2 separate regions of the Ovis aries genome follow, and region 1 is linked to region 2. A link is a contact called in public Hi-C data. All regions are on one chromosome and are shown on one strand. Each heading gives the region's core, a stretch centred on a gene start, on an enhancer-like site or on the middle of the called end of the contact. The rest is flanking DNA. Distances are from core to core; before and after follow the strand shown. Region 1 holds the start of PPP2R1A (protein phosphatase 2 scaffold subunit Aalpha). Region 2 overlaps LOC101104336 (zinc finger protein 521-like).

What was found. A called contact is a pair of places that touch in the nucleus more often than the background predicts.
Region 1: a contact with region 2 is called in a Hi-C map of hypothalamus, with 6 times the contacts expected there. The contact joins the promoter of PPP2R1A here to the enhancer-like site in region 2. A contact is called at or near these places in 4 of 16 Hi-C or Micro-C datasets (hypothalamus, liver, muscle and 1 more).

What each region holds. Positions count from the first base shown.
Region 1 is chr14:58,153,339-58,158,364 of ARS-UI_Ramb_v3.0, reverse strand. It overlaps PPP2R1A (protein phosphatase 2 scaffold subunit Aalpha), which reads right to left and starts at 3,759. Exons shown (of 15, transcript XM_027978664.2): 1 at 3,625-3,759. The coding sequence starts at 3,702.
Region 2 is chr14:57,990,617-57,995,759 of ARS-UI_Ramb_v3.0, reverse strand. LOC101104336 (zinc finger protein 521-like) reads right to left here. Exons shown (of 10, transcript XM_027977959.3): 10 at 4,910-5,143. The coding sequence ends at 5,143. Among named protein-coding and RNA genes, the nearest start is that of ZNF614, 76 kb to the right of the region's middle. Within about 2 kb of position 3,074, at least 49 of the 54 cell types and tissues checked have an H3K27ac peak or open chromatin away from gene starts, as enhancers often do. A contact at or near this core is called in hypothalamus, liver, muscle and 1 more, where this site is marked.

The DNA.
Region 1 (5,026 bases), core at 2,510-5,009, 160 kb before region 2:
AGAACCTGCTGTCTTTACACAGTTTATCTCATTTAATCCTCACAGCAGCCCTGCCGGGTGTATCTCCCACCCTTTTTCTCACTTAACAAGAAAATCAAGGCCCAGAAGAGTTGAGTAACTCATAACGTTGCCAGACCAGACTTGAAACCCTGGTCTGCCTCCACCCATGGCATTGCCACCTGTGTCACCTCCGGGCCTGTGTCACCTCCGGGCCTACTCTGTCTCCACAGGGCCCAGCCTGGTGGTGAAAAGTGTTGCCCTGAAACCCAATGCTTTTGGCTAAGTCCTATATCAGTATTTACTGGGTTGTGTGACAATGACCAAACATTCAGAATGAAGATTCAGAATCTGATTTAAAGGAGCCAATTGTAAAAGGACACTTCTGGAACAATCAGGAAAATCTGATTATGTGTATGAATCAATTGTTAGATGACATCAAATATCACTGTAAAAACTTTGTCATGTATGATGTTTTTGAACTGTGGTGCTGGAGAAGACTCTTGAGAGTCCTCTGGACTGCAAGGAGATCAAACCAGTCAATCCTAAAGGAGATCAATCCTGAATATTCATTGGGAGGACTGATGCTGAAACGCTGAAGCTCCAATACTTTGGCCACCTGATGCGAAGAACTGACTCATTTGAAAAGACCCTGATGCTGGGAAAGATTGAAGGCAGAAGGGGATGACAGAAGATGAGATGGTTGGATGTCATCACTGACTCAATGGACATGAGTTTGACTAAACTCCAGGAGTTGGTGATAGACAGGGAGGCCTAGCATGCTGCAATCCATGGGGTTGCAAAGAGTAGGACACGACTGAGCAACTGAACTGAACTGATGTATGATAATGTCATTGTGGTTATTAAAATGCCCATTGTTTTAGGACTTCCTTGGTGGTCCAGGGGTTAAGACTCCATGCTTCCAATGCAGGGGGCACTAGTCTGATCCCTTGTTGGGGAACAAAGATACCACATGCTGCACTGCACAGCCAAATAAAAAAAGTCCATGGTTTTAGAGGTGCATAATGAAGTATGTAGGAGAAAGTATCTGGGGTATGGGATTTATTTTTAAAATACTTCAGCCAAAAAAAAAAAGTGTGTGGGGAGGAGGATGAGAAACAGGTGAAAAAATATGATAAATTTTTTTTTTTAAACTGCTGAATCTGGATTCGGTACTATTTTCTCTGTGGCTTGAGATCTGACAATCAAAAATCATTTACTGGAAAAAAAACCCAGCACCTATCTCAGATTTCTTTTGTGAGGACTCAACAAACACACACAAAGCACTTAGCAGGCTGGCAGACAGCAGGGTTTCTCAGCCTTGGCACAACTGACCTCTGGGGCTGGACCATCCCTTGTGAAGGGACGGCCTGGGCAGTGCAGGATGCTGGGGAGCATGCCTAGCTACTGCTTGCAGCTCTCCCCCCACCAGTCGTGACAACCTGTTAAGACCCACTGCTCTACAGTAACCATTAAGAGAACAGTTTTTAAATTCCTGAAGCATCTCACCTTTGAGAGATGAAGCCCTCATCTTACCACAAGCGGCAGACTAAATTTAATGAAAACTTAAAACATGTCGTGCATTGTTCTAAGCATTTTCCTTGTACTAACGTATTTAATCCTTGAAACATGCCTATGAAATGCTAAGTATTACTTTGGGGTGGGGGGAGGTATCCACTGCACGGCTTGCGGGACCCTAGTTCCCCAACCACAGACTGAAGTCTGAGCCCAATGCAGTGAGCCCAATGCAGTGAAAGTGCCGAGTTCCAGACACTGGACCACCAGGGAATTCCCTATTCCCACTTCATAGATGAGAAAACTGAAGCACACAGTGTAAGTAACACAGAAACCTGTTCTCTCCACCAGTGAACCACATTTTAAGAAACGTGGTGCCCCAAATACCCCTGAGACAATGCAACCCAGTCACTGCTTCTTACTGGATAAGGAAGCAATTTCTTTGAAGTTCACTCTCCAAATATAAAACCATAAACTGCTATGACAACTGAATGAGGTCATCACTGAATGCCTTCTTAAGGGGTCAATTCCACTGCAACTGCCCAACCAGGCAGATGCTGCTTCCTCACTCATCATTATTCCTTACAGATGAGGAATCTGGACCCAGAACAGGCAAGGCACTGACTGGTCCAGCGCACACAGGGAGGGCACCGGTAGTGCTGGCATTCAAATCTCAGTCATCTTGACTCCTCCATCACTCACCACACTGCATCCAAACCACCAGCAAATCCCAACAACCCTCCTTTTCAAGATACCCCCAATCCTGCCAATGCTGGTGCTGCTTTGCAGTGGCATCCAGAAAGGTCTCTCTGCTCCTGCCTGGTCTCTATTCGACAGCAAAAACTCAGGAGCATGTCATTCCTCTACGCAAAGCCTGGCACTGGCTCCTCCACCTCACTAAAGGCTTTGCCTTGCTGGTCCACAGGCCTCACTTGATCTAGCTCTGGATTAATCCTCATCTGCCACCACTTCGACACTCACTGTGCAGCCACCACGCTGGCCTTGCTGTTCTGACTCCCGAACTACGGTCATAGGAGCCCAAACCACAGAGGCTGGGCCAGTGTAGCCCGCACAATTTTATAAATGGGGAAACTAAGGCCCAAAGGGAGTATAGAAACTCTTCGATCACCACTCCCCACAATTACAGCTAACATTTATTGGGCCCTTACAACAGACCGGGCGCCGTTCTATATGACTCGTATTATTAACTCGTTCAGCCCCTTACAACCTCCCATTGACACCAGGACTATTATTAGACCATAGTTTATGGAAAACAAAGGCCCAGATCGGTGAACTAATCGGCCCAAGGTCACTCGGGTGAGAGGCAGGGCTGGGATAGGCAAACCCTAACCCTACCTCCTCTCAATACTTCGCCTGCTGGGCTCACATATCTGAACCTCCCGCTCCTACACATTAGAAATGTTAGCCCGTTTAGTGCACTGCCCACCCTCCACTCAACGGGAGGATCCTGGAAGGGGGGCGAGTTTCCACCTCGTAATTCGTACCTGAATTTGGCCAGTTCCCACTTTGGGAGTGAGCTTTTCGCCCCCCCTCCCCTTCGGGGGTCTACACCAAAACTGGAGAGTGGGAGGGCAGGAACTGTAAAGTCAGTGTTCACGTCTCAGTCTCCATTTGGAAAGTTTAACCCACAGCGCAGAGCCTTAGCCGCTGAAGCCGTGAAGGGTGAAAACTACCCGGACCCCCACCAATCAGGCGGCCCCTCCCCCACTCGGAGCAAGTCACGCGCCCACAGCATCCCCAAGGCGCCATTCAAGGGCTGCTGCCGCCAATCACCAAGCCGTTCCTTCGCCTCTCCCCAACCCAATCGGTCGACTCTCTCCAGAGCCGCGGCCTCGTAGGCCCGGGGCCCCGCGCGCACTTGGCAGGCCCGGGACCCTCCAAGGTGGCCTTCGCTCCCGCCCTCCGCTGGGCCGACACCCAATCACGGGCGCCGTCTCATCGAGTCCGGGGACCCTAACATATGAAAACGGAATGCTGATTGGCCGCCGCCCCTTCCGCCACTCCCAGCGAACACTGAACCTTGTCCGCGAGGGACGCCCGTGCCCCCAGGTCCCCTTTCCCTTCTTCCTCAAGTCCCCGTTGCTTCCGGACCTGAACATCCTCGTTGCGGAGCTCGTCTATGAGCACCGCGATGGGGTAGAGCGAGTCGTCGCCATCGGCCGCCGCCATCTTGGGCCCGTCCCGTTCCTGTCAAGACTGCGGCCAGCGCCGTGCTAAAACCGGGATAGGGAGGGGTTGGGCTGGGAGGAGGAAAGAAAGGCGTGGGGACGCCCGAGCCACTTTACAGGGGCTACCCCACATTCATTGGCCGCGATATCCCGGCTGAGCCTGCGTTTCTTTGGTCCGAACAAATAAGGTCCCGCCTACCGCCCATTTGCCATTGGCCGAAGTGACGAGATTAAGTTTGCCGTAGGAGAGGGGGAGGAGGAAACGGAAGTACGTCGTATCTTAGCGACCAAGATTGGGCCCGCCTACGTCGCCGCTAATAGCGGCCTAGACGAGCAGTTGCTTCTAGCCAATGAGGAGGAAGATTGGGAGGTGGCTAAGCCAGCTCGCCTCCGAGTTCTTCTGCGCCTGCGTCGCTAGGAATGCATGACGTCACTGGCGGGGCAACGAGAACTATCCGCAGGTTTTGGTTTGGGAGACAGTGGTTCCTCTTGCTGGCAAGTGGACTCCTGAACCTTTGCGCGAGAGGAGGAGAGAGTGTGTCTTTGATTTATGCTTTATTTTGCTGAGGCCCCGAGAAACGTGGCGACTTGCCTTACTCTGGGTAAAACCCAACGCTCCTCATGCGTGGATCTGATTCCTGAACGCCTGTCTCCCACCTCCCCTTTTTACTCTTCAGCAGTTCTGGAAAATTAATTGCTTGAGCACATCATGCTTTTTCATGCCAACAAGCCTTTGCCCAAACTGTACGTTCTATTTGGAAAGCAGTTCCTATTAAATCGTCGGATCTCTACGTATCTCCTCTTCCCTTCCTCTCTTCAGTCCTGGCCAAGCTCCCAGAGCCACGTAATCAGTCAATCTCAATTTCTCTCCCTCCCTCCCTCTCTCAAAATTTGTATCCCTTAGCTGAGTCTTCGCTAAAGACCCACTCCAGTTAGGAAACTGCTCCTTATAAAAGGGAGCGGGGGTTGAGCGGAGAAGACGTTGCATATTTCAGTCTTTTCCTCCTTATTCCCAGGATCTTCCCCCAACCCCAACTCTGCCAACTCACGGAGGCTATAAACCTCCTTAGCTAAGGATGCGCTCTAAATATCTTATAATTTTGTCAGTTACACCTCAAAGCGCCCCCCCCCCCCCAAGAGTCCCAAGTGTGCCATGCAGAGACAGCCTCTGCAGCTCATAGATGCAGTCAGCAGCTTGATTCTGGTCAGACTCCACAGAAAAGACCCTGACCAAGAGTATTTCAACCAATGACCCAAAGAGTTCTCTCAGCACAACAGTTTGTTTCCACAGTTCACATCCTAAAAGAGTGATGTCCAAGGCACAC
Region 2 (5,143 bases), core at 1,825-4,324:
ACTTTGCAACATTCATTTGACATTACTTTGCCAACAAATGAATGTCTAATGTCTTAGTTATAGTCACCAACCAGAGTTTGTTGACCCATACGTATGACTTGAATTTTTATAAATGATAGATTCTTAGTCTCCCCTTAGGCCTCAGACAGATTTATTTCATCTAGGATCTTGATTTGTTTTGCTTAGATTTTTGTTTTTTCCTTTCCATGGATTCTCAAGTTTTTGCTACTCCAAGGGGAAAGCTACTTCCAAGGTGTAGCTGCATAATCTGTTAATATAAATGGGATCATTGAACAGTGTTTAGATTTCATGCCCAAAGATTTTGCTAAATAGTATGTTTTTTTTGTGAATAGGGTATCAGAGTCCCAAAGCAATTGAAATCTTCAAGTTGAAGGAAGGAGACAAACCATGGATAGAAAGGGGAAATATCTATGATCCAGGTAAGTGAATGAGAAACATCCAGGTAGAAAAGAAGTAAATTCTTATATCTGTGAAGGCCTCACACCTTTAAAATCATGTTATGGTGACTCATCTTCTAGTTTCTAAACTTTGACAGTATCTCAACAGAGCCTCTGAGGATTCCTCTCCTATGTTAGTATTCATGACTTAATCATTTAGAGGAAAATACTCATGTTTTCACCTCTGGATTTCATACTGATTTATTTCATCTAGAGTCTTGATTTGCTTTGCTTAGATTTTTTAAATTTCTATGGATTCTCAAGTTTTTCCTTCTTCATTGACTGCCATGGTACCACTGCTTATTCCTTCCTCTTACCTTGCTTTGAAAATTCAGTCCATTATTGAAACCCATTCAAGTTTTCTGAGAACTGGAGATACAAAAATATTACAGAGTTTCTGTCTGAGGAATTCATAGTACCTTTTGGAGGGCAGTCAAGTCAGCATGATGGTCTAGAAAGATAATGATCTTCAGTCATCCCTTGTATTGACATGTTGTCTTTTTCTCTATTGGATGCCTTTTGTACTTTCTATTGTTAGTACCACAATGTAGTTGCAATTTTATATTTAATGTATGATTGTTTTTGAGACTGGCATGGAAGGTGTCCCTGACTGCTATCTGAAGAAGTAACAACTAAGATGACTCATGAGAGAACAGCCATAGTAACTAATATTCTCTCATTGCTTCCTGTGTGCCAAGGACTTCAGTGGAGGGAAAGTATTCACAAATTCTTGGTAGCCTATGAGACCACAAGGTCTTGGAAGTAAGCAGAGTAGTGGAAGAATTAAGTGGGAGGCAGGGAGTAATGAAGATGATAATGGAGAATCTGTTCAGTGTGTGCCTCTATATAGCCTTAAAAGCATTCTCTTGAGATCTTGCTTTAGTCTGTTATCAGTAAACTAATTAAGGGTTTTGGGGAGGGTATAATAACAAAGATGGTTGCAGTATGGGAAAAGAGGTGGTTGGAGAAGCATTCACTTCTGAGGCTGGTGCGGTGGGCAAATTCAGTAATAATTCATATAAACGGAGTAAAGCAATGAGGGTGAGCACAGGGAGTGGTTCTGGAGTTATTTTTGAGATGGTATTAACAGGAATCAGTGGCCAGTGTGATGGTGACGCAGGTTATACTTTGGGTTGATCCTCTGACCTTCACATCAACCTACAATCCAGGTAACACATCTCCATTCTTGATTTACTGTGTAGTAGTAACTGCTAGATGAGAAACAAAACAAGGGAAAATTCAATCTGGAAGGGAGAGGGCTTACATTTTACAGTTGTGCACTTTGAGGAGCTTCCAGACTGGAGCAGGCAGTATGTATGTTGTGATGCTATGTTAATCTTTGAGTTTAGTGAAGATTCCATCTCCAAGTCCATACCCCAAATATAATCAAACTTTTAAGTTTTTCTTAATCCCTTCAAATTTTTGAAATGCTTAGTAATGTGTGCCGTAGGATCATATTATGATGAATGCTGTTCTGGAGGTCAATATTTCATCCATTCAATAAGTCACTTAAAAAATACAGGTAATTCCATAATCGGCTTATTTATTTATATTATTTTCAGTTTGGCCACACCACATGGTATATGGGATTGTAGTTCCTGGTTCAGGGATCAACCCGCAGGGCTGTACTGGAAGCATAGTCATCACCACTGGACCACAGAGGAAGTCCCTATAACTGGCTTTTTAAAGGTTACTGTAGACTGTTCTGTTGAAGAGATCTATGTTTAATTTACAAAACTATTCACCTGCTGATTGTACACTCAGGTTATTCCTAGTTAAAAAAAAAAAATACCAAACAAAAATTCCTAGCATTGGAAATTCTGCATCAATGAGAACGAAAGATTTAAATTGTATAGATAATTTCTAAATTGCCCTCTAGAAAGGATGTGCAGATAATATCCTCTACTACCCCTCTGTGTAAAATAATGGCTAACATTTAAGAGTTTTATTTGGGAATGATGCCAAACACTGAAATACTTTATATCACCATGTAATTATTCGGAATTGCCCTTTGTTTTCTAAGGAAATATTTGCATTTCTTTTAAGCCTCGCCCCTCTCGGTTCGCAGTTGCAAACAGCCACATTCCCAGCCCCCGGTATATGTGTTTACAGTGCTGGGCTCTTCAGCATCGGCGGCTCCGCCCCTTCAACAGGTCTCAAACCGACCTTACTCATTCTCCATCCCCGCTCCACCTGCTTTCCAGATTTCACCCTGTCTTTGACAGCCACGTTTTTAACGTGTCTTCACTCCTACAAACTTCATTGACCGTCCAAAGGCGGCTCCTAACGCTAGCTCCTCGTGTCTTTCCGCCGTACGGAACTGCACTTCCTGCAAGATGGCCGCCCCCATAGTGCTTCTCCGTGGTGCTGGCGGGCGCTGCCATGTCTCCGTATGCCCCAGAAAGCAAAATAGAATCCAGCCCGCGCCGCCACGGTCTTGGATAGGGTCCAGCCTCTCAAAACTTGTTCAGCATGGTGCGTTTGACCGACAACAAGGAGGGGAAGGGAAAGAAGTGTCCCACAGTGATTTCAGTTCCCGCTCTGAGCCCCAGCCTCTGCGATGACCCTTTCCTCTCGCATCGCTGCAGTGGGCGTGGTCTCGTTACGTCATAGAGCTGGGCGGGAGGCCAGAACTCCAAGACCTCAGAAGGCTCTGAGGTCGCCCCGGATCAGAAGCGTCCCTAGCGACAGCCAGAGAGGGGGACTTGCGCTCGACAAGATGGTAATGGGAATCATTTTGGAAGTGAATTCAGCCTTTGGTAGCTGCCCGGAGCCTTGAGAATCTCAGTGTCAGGTGGGTAGTGTTCGGGACGTCGATCCGGAGTGGGGCCCTGCGAGGCCAATGGGAGGCCTTCAGGCGGTTTTTTTGGGGTTCAGTCACTGGGGAGGCTTGGCTTTAGTCATACGCCCTTTGGCAGTCAGTGCTATTGAATCTCTGAAGAGAGAAGCGATCGAGGCGCTGACTGAGGGTTTGTGTCTGTGTTTTGAAACCCAGCCTTCCTAAAATCCCTTGCTGACTTTATAATTGACCTCTCCAACCAAAACTTTTCTTTTCCGTGTCCCACCCTGTTCCCCTCAGGATTGAGGACTATCAAAGGAAAGGGGGATTGAAAGTGAGCTGGATTCTGAAGGGCCCTCTTGGGTACCAAAGGCCCTCTCTATCAGCCCCCTTTCTTGTTTGTAGAAAAAGGCTTTGATCTCCTGGACTTTGAGGGATATCCAAAGAGCTGACTAATTAGGGAAGTGCGAAGTGAGGGAATGCAGAAACTAAGGAAAAACAGGCAAGAAACAATAGTTCACGGAATCTTAGTTCCTCCTTAAGGGATATGCATAGGATCTGATGCATACCTTTGCGTTCTGCAGAAACTCAGACACCTGCCGGGGTGGAAGATGTGATTATTTGCTGAGCACAAGCTTAAGACTGATTAGAACTAGAAAGTTGATAATGAAGGTTCCTGAAACTGTTACCTCACCACCAACCAATCAGTAGGAAGTCATGAACCCTGCATCCCTCATCACAAATAATTGCTTTAAAAAACCTTCCCCTGAAAGGCATCAGGGAGTTGAGGTCTTCTAAGCCTGAGCTGTCAGTTCTCCCAGCTGGGCCTTGCGGAAAATGCTGGGCTTTGCTTCACAACAAAGTGGTGTCAGTAAATTGGCTTTGCTGCTCAGCGGCTGAGCCGACCCAAGTTTGACTTGATAATGATTTCTGCTCATGAGGCTCAGTGATTAAGAACTGGAGTGGTAGGTGAATATCAATGAATTCAGTGTTTTGTCTAGGTGGGAAATAGATGGGGAAACAGTGGCAGACTTTATTTTGGGGGGCTCCAAAATCACTGCAGATGGTGATTGCAACCATGAAATTAAAAGACGCTTACTCCTTGGTAGGAAAGTTATGACCAACCTAGACAGCATATTCAAAAGCAGAGACATTACTTTGCCAACAAATGTTGACATTCTAGAGCCTTCAACATTAGACATTCATTTGTTGCCAACAACCTAAGGCTGTTGCTTGCCAAGTCTCCCTTGGCAATATCAACTTTGCCAGGTTTAAAGGATGACATCCTGGTTTTGAATTCACAGTTCACTTTGGCTAGGGGTAACTGAATTGATACCAACACACCCCATATGCCACCACCTCAGTATTAGCCCTCTTGTGCTTTTTCCACATACACATTATATGCTTAAAAATTCACCTCCTCATTTCCCCACTTAGTTGAATTCAAGCTTCCTTCATTTGCTTTCTCAGTGGTTCAGCAGATAAAGAATCCGCCTGCAATGTAGAAAACACAGGAGATATGGGTTCCATTCCTGGGTCAGTAAGATCCCCTGGAGAAGAAAATGGCAACCCACTCCAGTATTCTTGCCTGGGAAATCCCATGGACAGAGGAACCTGGGGGACTACAGTCTATGGTGTCACAAAGAGTCAGACACGACTAACCACACACTCCTTACCTTACCTTCCTTCATTTATTCGACACAGTAGAACAATTGAAGTGTATCTGTTGGGTTAACATGAGATTATTCCTCTGTACCAATGCATATATCTAACTGGATGAGGACAGTATGCCCTTCCAGTCTCCACATTCATATGAATTCTTACAGTGTATACTTTCAGCCACCGTCTGAGGTAGAAATTTTTGCTCAACCCTTTTCCTCAGACAATGTGTTTTGTTTTTTCCTAC